Regions from separate parts of the Bicyclus anynana genome. Here region 1 is linked to region 2. Evidence: chromatin contacts called from public Hi-C data. All regions are on one chromosome and are shown on one strand. Each heading gives the region's core, a stretch centred on a gene start, on an enhancer-like site or on the middle of the called end of the contact. The rest is flanking DNA. Distances are from core to core; before and after follow the strand shown.

Region 1 (5,710 bases), core at 1,791-4,290, 45 kb after region 2:
AACCTGAATAGAAAATTGCTTATTGACTGAAGTGTTTGAAAGACGGAAAGAGGGCAAATGAAAAAGTAGCAGAACTCTTTTGACCACTGGCGGAATTGCAGGGGCTATTATAGAAGTTTGTAAAGCCACTAGTTCTGGATGAATCACTAGTTTCTGAAGCCATTTGGCTGAGTACTCTGAATGCTACACAGAAATCGAGTTTTAGTTCTAATCCCGTGATACATTTGTCTAACTTCACTGCGATATTTCTTTGAATAAAAAGAAAAACACATTGTTAAGACTAATTATTTATTTATTAACATGCTGGACTTACTCGTAATAAATATTTTTAGCGATTCATTTATTCGAAATTAGCGCTTTAATAATCAAGTCAGTGTAATCAATTATAATGTAAATTTTAATACTTAAACACAGTATTATACTAAATCAGTTTCGGATCACAAAGTCAATTAACTTACCTATAAACATGAAACCCTTAATGTCCCGTTAGGAATTCATTTTCGTCAGTCTATTCATATTACGCGTTTTCAAAAGTTTATTTTTCGAAATTAACTGTGTATTTTTAAAATTAAAACATTCTTCTTTTCTTTTTTAAGCAAAAAACTAGTAGTAGTTGTGTATTACAAAATTAAAAGCAAGAAGATAACGTACGACAGTACGAGTAGTCCAACGGGCAAAGATATAAACTCAAGACTTCTCTGACTTGATTCAACACACAACTATAGAGCTAATAATAGTTTTATTAAATGTTTCTTTGATAACCGAAAACCCGTAAGAGTGTGGGGAGATTTTGTATTTGTAAAAAAACTAACCCCACGACTTTCATTCTTTGTTGTTTCTAACTCTACATTTTCCCACAATACGGGATCATACATACAATTAATACAAACAGATTTATTTTTATAAACAAGAACGTTAACCGTGTCTTTTATAATATGAACAACTGCATTCACCTTAAAGAATCCTTCATTCTCTTTATTCAGCAAAAAAACTGGATTACGAGTGTGTACATCAATAGACGAAAATTCCAAAAAATCTCGGATTTGATTGCAAACCCATAACCCTGGATAAATTAAAGGTATTGTTAAATCTTTCTTTGATAAACATTAATTCTGTTAAGAGTGCAAAGATTTTGTATTTGTATAAACCGCACGCCACGACTCTAAATCATTCATTGTTGTCTCTAACTCTACGTTTTCACACAATACGTGGGATCATATAATTAATGCACCCCAAAGACATTGCCACAATCGCAACCAAACCAACGGTAGCTCCGTTTCAACTGGCTTTTGTTTCGTTCGAGATAAAAACAAGAACGCAGACTTTGCGAAAGAAACTAGTCTACGAATATGATAGTGTATTTTAGTAGTTGTGGACCTAAACATCTAAACGAACACTACTAACTTGAAAATACCTAAACTGACTGAGACTGACTGATTAATACGTCGTTAACGTTTACCTTTTAACATTTTTAGTTATCTTGAAACTCACTAAAAAGCTTTTCTAGTGCAACAATCCTTTATCTCGCCATTCTCATCAATTTCAGACCTAGTGATGAGATGATTGCCTTTTTAATGAATCAATAGCTTTTCCAATTTGTTAAAAATAATGGATATAGGTACTCAAGATAACCATTACTTTAATAAGTTATTAATGCAGTGAATATGAAAATTTTCAATTATTTACTTCTCGTCATCGATAAGGACTTGCCAAACAATGAGCCCTGAAAAACAGTGTAAAATATATTCATAGAACTGGTGTGATTATTAATTGCCTACATTATTCATCATTTGTCATTGTTTACCTAGCTGAAGACTTCTACTTAACAACTACAATTTTTTTTTAATAATTGCCGTAGAGATAACTAAAATACTTTTCCTGTAGCTTATAACATTCTTCTTAAGTTATGACTGTATTGGAGCAAATAAAACATAACAAAATTATTAATTTCGGCGTCTGCGAGTTTGAACAATATTTATATAATACTTATTCGGAACTCTAAAGAGCAGAAAAAGATTAATTCTATTCAAAATGTAAACGATATCATTCTACTTACGTGATATACCTATAAGTAAAAGTATAAAGTAACTTTATAAAGAATTATGTTTAAATTCTGTTAAAATTCTTTATCTAGTTGCTTTTAAAGTTTGCTAAATAAACATAAAAAATAATCAGAAAAAGGATTGTCCATGATGATAATAAAATGTGATCAATACTTGAAATAAGTAAATCTAAATAAATTTAGTAAAACAAATGAAAGTAAACTTAAATCATAGACTTTATTTCTACATACAAAACAGGATATTGTTATAAATTAAAATTAGTATCAAGGTGATAATTTTGTTTGTTCGAATAATTGAGAAAACAAAGAAAGGAATTCAAATCACGAAGATTATAACAACCATCACTAACTCTACTGTTTTGAATCTAAATATTTACAAAGGACGGGCTAAAACAAGGTGCGAAATACACATTTGCGACGAACAGAACAACGGCAAAAACCTGTAACTGTGCTTTATAAAACAGTAGATATCAATAAAATTTTGGCAGTGACAAAAACATGAAAATTTGCAACACAAATCGCACTGCAGTATCTAGTGCAGAGGTTTTTGTGTGCCGGTTTAAAGAAACCCTCTGATTAGCATATTACACAGACACCCACTCTCTATGTGGTCCAACCATCATTCCACTAATGTATACTATCTCAACCCCAACTCGCATTACCGATTAAAGAGCACAGTTACGAGCGATTTATTGCCGTACAAAATGTTGTTTTATATCATTATTCAAGATACTGTGACGCTGGGTGCAAAGCTTCTTGACGTTACCACTCTATACAACAGGTTCGTTCACATTTTTGTAACAGATAACACTTCGGGCGGCACAAGAACACTGGGTCTATGCATATTTTAGTGATTGGCAGTGAGATTTTTGGGTTATTTTGTTCTATTTTGTATGTGAATAGTACGGGCCGCGACGCTACGTTCAGGCGCCCCCTTCGCGCGCGCATAAACGACTGATTGTATTACCCCGGCTGAAGGTTTCTGTCCCGGCCGGCGCACGATGTACACTTCAATCGCGTTCCGTTTCAACCACAAACATATTGATTCTCAATTCTTATATTTATTTATTAAAATATAATAAGTCACTCCAATTTAAATAAACGGTATTTATTCAATAACTTTTAGTAATATATCTGGTATTTTGTTAGTAAAATTTATTTTTTTGTAGATATTTCACAAGTTCATACATTTATTTGAATGTTATTATATTCTTAATTATCGTACGAATTAGTAATGCGGTTCTTGGTTTTCTAAAACATGAGAAATTTGATAAAACATGATAAGTTCAATTTACAATTTGTGCTTGAAAAGGAACGGGAACCGAAATTGGCAACAGTGACGCCATCTCGCTCGCTCTACTCGAACCAAAGCAAAGCTCCCAGAGTGGTGCGTGTTTCAACCCTGTGTACCCTTCTCAATGCAGGGTAACACTACCCAATATAACCTGACCCCAAGCTATTGTTCGTTGTATCCGTTTTCGGGAATATTACGCGACGCCGCGGAGTTCCATTCAAATTTGGTTTGGTGGGTTTGTTACAATACAAAGCGTAGGGCTACAATTTTAGGGCCAACAAATGAGAAAGGGGAGAAAAAACGTCCGAACGTCAGGTTTATTGACATTTCGCCGGGCGATAATTAAGGCTTACGACGGTTCCGTAGTACGAGGGTCTATGGAAGTTATCGACACACCGTTAAATTTTAAAGCTTGGATTTTCGTTTCAATTAGTTCGTTTCGATTGGCTCTTAAATGAGGTTGTAACAGGGTGCTCATTTTTATTGGATTTCGGCGTTTAACAGGTAGGCATTTAATGGAGATCTGTCGCATAATAAGCTGGTTGTAAAAGGAACTGCCCATCTTTTTGTGCAATACGTTTTGACTCGGGGTCTTTAATTAGCTCAAGTCTTGAATTTGTGAGGACAGTTTTAAGCTCTTTTCAAATTTATTGTAGTTTGCCTGTTTAGTTATATAAGAAAATATATCCTTTTGCCACCGAAAACTAATGACATTAATACATATTTAAAATAAAATCTTTCATATAAATCACAGAATATAGAACGCTAAATTTAATTCATAGTTCGGTGGTGTAAATTCCATACTAAAAAAAAATAAAAATTATATTATTTATAGAAATTTCATGCAAATCGGATTAGTGGTTTAGCCATGAAAGAAACAGATAGGTATACAAACTTACTTTCGGGGAAGCTAATCCTAATAACTATACAAATCATGCCCACATGGAATGGTGGCAAGAATACTGACAGCATTTACTTGTTGGACAGCCAGGCTAATCCTTTGTGCAAAAAATGAGCTAGCCCTTCTGTTAACAGTCAAGGCAACTAGTCGCGGTGAAATAATTCAGAGAAATTATTTGGTACTCCGACTCCATGGCCCAAGGGTCTCACTCACAGCGTGACGGTGATTCGTATTAAATACGACCTTCACCTATCCGTTTAAACGATGAAAAGTGTTTTATATTTAGAACTTTAAAAATATAACACGAGACAACCTGCCTCAAAAAGTCCTGGCCAAACTGCCATTAATGATAGGTAATGATTTTTAGTAATAGTTTGGCCAGGAAATTTTTTAGGCAACCTAATCGCCTAAATTAGTATTTTCTTTAACGTACTTTGTTGTAAAACACTTTTCATCCAATAAGCAGATGGGTGAAGATATATAGATTTTTTTATAAGGATCTTCTACTATTAGCACAATCACAAGCAAGCTGCAATCTCCTACTGCAGCTTAATTGCTATTGTTTTACTAAATGTTCGTGGTATAAAGTGTAGTAATACACTAAGTTTAATCGTATAGCCGTGTAAGTAGTTCCTATAAAATAAAATTATTAAATTATTAAAACAATTATTTTGCTTTATTTTACTTGCAGAGTAAGTTTTTATTTTTTATTCTTTCTTTTGCATTCTTCTCAGCTTAGCATAATGAAGAAGACGCCATCTATTACAATTTTTGCCAAACAACAACTACGTACAACTGCCATCTACTGAAAACCTTCTATAAACCTCGCCCATAACGCTGTTCAAATAGCCTCCAATAGATGACGCTACGTGTAAAAAAGTGTACGTTATTTTATGACCAAAGAGGGCCCTTCCCACTGCGCTACTTGGTCATCAAAATATCATCATCATCATCATCATCATCATCATCATCAGTAACAGTTTATGGCCGTCCATAGGCCTCTTGCATTATACTTCCAAATACCACGGTTTCGAGTCGCCACCATCCAGCGGCTCCCTGCAACTGGCTTGATGTCTTCGGTCCACTTAGTGGCGGGTCGACCAAATTTATCAATCATAAAAGCCTCGATAGCTTTACGGTAGGAGTAGTTGGATTATCACCAAGGGGTGGTGGTTCGATTCCCGCCCCGTTGGTCTATTGTCGTACCCACTTCTAATACAGTCTTTCCCGATTGGTTGGAGGGAAATGGGAATATTGGATATATTATAAAAGATATGGCAAATATTCTTTTTTTTTATTTAAATATATTATTTCTGCTGATTTTGATCTTCATTGTGACTCCACTCTATGATTTATGCATTGGTGAAAACCGTATAAAAATTTGTTCAGTAGAGTTTATTTGAAATAAACAGTAAACGGACAGTATCTGGAATATTGTTTTGTAATGGTAACT
Region 2 (5,662 bases), core at 2,207-4,706:
AAGAGGTCAGGGTCGGTCACACCGTCACGTGTGGACCTCTCAGAGGAAACGTGGCGAAGTGATTACCTTTCCGCTGGGAATTGGGATGTGTTTTGTGTTTCGTTCCCAACATTGAGCCGAACTTTACTTTGTGGTTATGTGTTGTACATGTTGCCTTTTGTTCACTGTTTTTTTAACATAACAATATGTTTGAATATTTTTTTTTTCGTGTGCTTTAAATGAGTATGGAGTATGGACAGCATCCATCTTTTTTTATACAGAGATATGTGTGAAGCCTTATTTATGTTTCTTACTGTGCCAATTTTACTCACCACCATCCTGGTAAATGATTGTTTTCTAATACTTGGTACAATACAAAAAAATAAAAATATGAAAATCCCACGAAAAAGTCCGTTTGGACATTTTGACGGAACCGATCCTGAAGAAATTTGGCACAGAGGTTTAGGTTACCTGTATATACAATTTATTTGTATATTCCCACAATCATTAAATTTTCGCAAATGAAACCAGATAAAACTATCATCATCATCGTCATATCAGCCGATGGACGTCCACTGCAGGTCATAGGCCTTTTGTAAGGACTCCCAAACATCACGATCCTGAGCCGCCTGCATCCAGCTAATCCCTGCGACTCGCTTGATGTCGTCAGTCCATCTGGTGATATATATGATAACTGTAATAGTTCCTAATAATTCTGTGTTTCTCTGCATATTTTACGGAAGTGTGGAAAATAGTGCATTAGGCGACGTCACTTGATATACAAACAAATCTTCCAATAGCGACAGAAACTGTTCATACCGATATATCAGCGGATTAATCGAAGGGAGCGATATGAAGGGTCTCATAACGTTGGCGCTAGCTGATGCATTCCATTTGATATTAATCGAGCAGGTTTTTTACAGGGTTTTATTGAGCTTGCGCTGTTAGTATGTGTGGATGAAATGTTAGAAGCTGTGAATAAATAAGAACCATGTCTTGGCAATCGTTAAAAATCAAATTAATGTTTTTTTTAATTAAACTTTTTTTACATCGACTCGTTTTTAGTTCTATTACAACCCGTCGCGGAGTTAAGGAACGTGAAAGGCGCTTGGAATAGCAGACAAAACCAATATAACAACACCCGTTTAGTTTCACTTGCATCGTGGTTTCATAAAATCATTATGCTTTTTACTTTTCTGCTATGATTGTATAATAGGCGTAGGCTCCATAATGAGACCTCAGCGTCGTCATCTCAGGTTTAGGCCGAGCGCTGAAGTACTTACTGCTACTATATGGAATACCAGTTTTTCTCGGTTCGTGGTTCATTAATTATAACTGTAAGAAAAGGAACTCGTAACCACATAAAATCCTGTATGAAATAATTCCAAGTTTATAGATTAGTCTGCGACGTAGTTTGCGGTGCACACACTCTTGGGATTGAAGTCTTGAGACGCATCCCAGCCGTCAATGGAACCCGATCTCATCCGCGCTGTACAAACCTTCTTCACGAATATTGAGGGCGCATTTCCACTGACGTACGATACGACACGGTTTCCAGAATATAAAAGCCATCTAATTACTATTAATTAGCTGGCTTTTATATTTTGGGTAAAGGAACATCGTCCCAAAAACTATTTTTTGGGACGAAGTTACCAGTAGTTAAGTACCCAGTGTTAAGGCCGCTGTTAAAAAGGTCAAAATAAAGTTAAGCGCCTTATAGTAGACTGAACCTGCTGAGTCATTACAATGTTTTAAAATAGTTATGAAAAATGTCTATTATATTTAAAAAAATATATCACTCAATTGTCACTGTAATGAGCCTAGATTACCAGGGTAATATAAATTGTGAGGAGGTACCAAACAGTAGTACAGACTATGAGAAGAGGTCACTAAAATAATTCAACTATCAACATCACTATATTGGTAATTAACTTACCTAACTGTATGGCCGGGCTAATCTCTCGAACTGCTCTGTTTTTATTGGAATCAAAAGAGATTATTGAGCAACATGTAGACTACTTTTTAATCCGGGAAAATCCATCGTTCCTGCGGGTTTCGTAGAATGCTGAAGCTCATGCTGGTGTCCGTTATCCCTTGTTCGTATAAAGATGATTAATTTAATTATTACCCGTCCCGTGACGTGTGTACAAAGGACCCGCGCACTCCTCACACAAGCTCGGTGTCGCTTCGTCAAATATTTTCCCTGAACCGAGCGCGAGGTGTTATTCCGTGGAATTATAACGTGTTGTGTCAAAACTTGGGCGCAAACAAAAATTTAATTGATTCTCATACAAAACCGGGTGTTATGTTTCGTTGTGATATCTGAGATGTTTGAGGTTATTTGGAGGCTGTTTAATAGATAAAGAAGTAATTTTAATTTATCAACATTCTTAACTAATATTTTAAAGAGGTAATATATCATTTTTGTTGGTTTGTAATAAATAGGCTCCGAAAGTAAAGGACCGATTTTAAAAATTCTTTCACCAATGGAAAGCTATCAGGCTCCAGGTAGCAGGTTATATTCCCATGGGTATATGAACTAACGCGAAAGACACCGCGGGGCATCTGCTAGTTCGCTGGACGATCGTTGACTAAACCTAAACATGGAAAAAGTCGTTTTAGCAGACTCAGAAGTGATTACAAAAATAAGAAAACTAATGTCGAACAAAGGTTATGATTCACAACATTTGTCAGGACAACTTATTTAACAAATCAAACTATAACCAAAATAAGATCCTAGAATGGCAGAGAATAATCTTGAGTGAAGTCACGCACTTGTGAACGTTGTGTGCAGGGTTAAAAGTACCTTTGACTGTTAACAAACACTCCCCTTTTCCACTCAAGTCACTCTCCCCGTCTATCCCAAGTATTACACAACAAGAGATGTGGACGGCTCGAACGCCACGAGCACACTGAAGCCGTCCGTACCGCAAGTCGTTGCAACGCGGCGATAACAGTCGCATCAGCGAAGCTCTTTTCTTTCAATATTTAAACCTGAAAATTCTATAACATAGATGTTTTTAGTTTTAACCGACTAAAGCGTACCGATTAGTCAACTTCTTGTCAGTCAATCTTTTACCCATGATTTCCATTATTTAACATTTTTATTCAATACCTAAATCTTTCTTTTTTCTGTTTCTAAACCCAAGTCCCATCATATTCAGACTATTTATCCAAGAACCAACAAGACAGCATGGTTTAGTAGGTACCTACTTTCTGTACTCTTGATATATGAAGCTTGGACCGTCCAGGCTGCTCCATTGCGGACAGACGAACAGGCCTATTTAAAAAAAAGTGCCTTCATGGTACTTAAAAAATAGATAAAAAGCTTTAAATTGCTCTTATTCAGAGTGGGTTACCGGACCTGTCAAACGATGCCCATCTCAAAATCTCACCCTGTGTAGGCTCAAATGAATACACACCATTATGGTCATTAGCTGCTAATTAATAAGACCCAGTGTGGCGCGGCCCGGGTCTGGGAGTGTCCGCGCCCGATAGCGTAATCCCGGCTTTTTATCTCACACGCTGTGGGAAGGGACTAATAAAGTAGCGCGGATGTTTGACAAGAATACGGAGACCTTTAACCGATTACGTCGAAGGGTATTATGTTATTGACCCAGTTTTTGTTTAAAAAAGTGGGAGATATTGGTATATGTATGTTTTTTTTATTTTTTACAAGGTGGGCTACCTTTTCTTGACTACAATTTCACCTGAAGGTAAATGATGATGCAATCTAAGATACTAACTAACTTATTAGGAGTAGGATGAAAATCCACACCCCTTTCGGTTTCTACGCGACATCATACCGGAACGTTAAATCGCTTGGCGTTACGTCTTTGTAGAATGGTAACTAGCCACAGCCTAAGCCTCCCACCGACCAGATCTGGTCAAATTAAGAAAACCTCAATCGGCCCAGACGAGTATCGAATCCAGGTATAGTCCGTCACAGAGATTAGCGGGCATGGGATGATGTTAGAACCGGTAACGATCATTATCAAATGTTAATGAATATGTCCGTGGAAGATGTTATTGACATGTAAGTATACGTGCTCTATGCTAAGTATATACAGCTGACAATTTCTTGGAAAGAAAAATAACCCAATGTTTTATAGCTCCCAGGAATCGAACCTAGATCAGCAGTTTCACCAGTTTAACCAGTGTGTCAACAAGACTAATATTCAGATTGATCTGCGTTAAATTCGGGCATTCGCGTCACAGTTTATCTAGGCATGATAATCTTACAGAATGTATTAGTAAATGTAGAAGTACCTACCTACAAGTAAAGAATAACTTTCAAAAAAGTATTTTTTTCAATTTTATGTAAAACAACTGTGTATTGATTACTCAATCAATATAAAAACAAAAAAAATAATCACATTTATCTAACATCTGGTAGTAGAAGGGGCGCGGTGTCTTGTTTCATTGTAAAAGGACAATTAACAAAATTTTCTCATGCGGGCGGATATATTTGGAATGGTATAATTAATAAAGTTTAATATTCTAGACTAGGGTCCGTCCGCGATTTCGCTCAAGTCGACCTCCATGATGATTTTCCCATAGAAAGATTAACTAACAAAAAAAAAGATAATCCAAATGTTGATAAGTCTATCATTAAAAATATCGCGTGAAATTTCAATAGACTAAAGATCTATAGACATAATAAACATACCTTGCATTTCTTTCCTTAAAAGTTGAAAATATTAATAATCATTTTTTATTCAAAAAAAATCTTTGTCTAATTTAATCGATAATTCAAGTAAAACTTCTTATTTGATAATTTTGCAAAGATTGAAGATTTCAAAATATTCAAAAACATGTGTCAATGCGTGTGATGACGCGCCTTTAGGTATATTGATGACGTTGTGTTGCAAAGACTTACGAGTTACATACGGCGCAGGTTGTATTTGGAAATTCTACTATAAGGACTATTATCTAACAGTTGACGAATCCGCTGATATGATATGATGATGATGATGATGATGACACGAGTCTAAAACGGACATTTGTCATAAAGACATCTCTACTCCCATCCGTGAGAATCCAGAGCAATAAAAAAAAACAGATGTCCGTTACACAATTCGAAATACAGATGTATTATAAGCCATAGGGCGCAGCGAACAAGTCGGTCCCCGCAGGACCTCAGGGGCAATGTAAGTCACGATCAGATAGCCGACGGCTTTATTTTTGTAATAAATTACCGACCGCAGTGTTTTCACCTGCCTTCCCTTTATTTGGGACCGTTTCGGGGATTACAGGTGCGTATATTGATTTAGGGCCCCTGCATACGCGACCACACGGGCGACTGTCTGGCGGATGTGTCGATTACAGAGTTGTGAAAGATCTCGTCATTTTAAAATATATGTACTACACATAGAGCGTTTGTAAGAAATGTCGTCATTTTAAAATTTAATTTAACGTTATTAGTTTTTTTTCAAGGCAGTGTATTTTTAATGAGAAAGAATAAAATCAAAAATCTAAGCTAACTTATGCCTATCTCAATAACTAAATTAATAACCATATATTGTAAAATATATAGTTTTACGTCAGCCAGCGTGGTGGACTAATGCCCTAACTCCTCTCATTTTGAGAGGAGATTCGAGTTTAGCCGTGAGCCGAATATGGGTTGATAATGATGATTCTAAAATATATGTACTACACACATACATGGTCTAACTTTTTTCAA

What was found. Hi-C and Micro-C count contacts between places; a contact is called where the count stands out from the background.
Region 1: a Hi-C map of whole body shows a contact between it and region 2, with 1.7 times the contacts expected there. The contact joins the promoter of LOC112044092 here to the enhancer-like site in region 2. A contact is called at or near these places in 2 of 2 Hi-C or Micro-C datasets (whole body and whole larva).

Annotation. Positions count from the first base shown.
Region 1 is chr7:16,461,187-16,466,896 of ilBicAnyn1.1, forward strand. It overlaps LOC112044092, which reads right to left and starts at 3,041. Exons shown (of 13, transcript XM_052882492.1): 1 at 2,829-3,041.
Region 2 is chr7:16,416,050-16,421,711 of ilBicAnyn1.1, forward strand. All of the region lies in intron 2 of LOC112044092, which reads right to left. Among protein-coding and RNA genes, the nearest start is that of LOC112044092, 45 kb to the right of the region's middle. Within about 2 kb of position 3,457, at least 4 of the 8 cell types and tissues checked have open chromatin away from gene starts, as enhancers often do.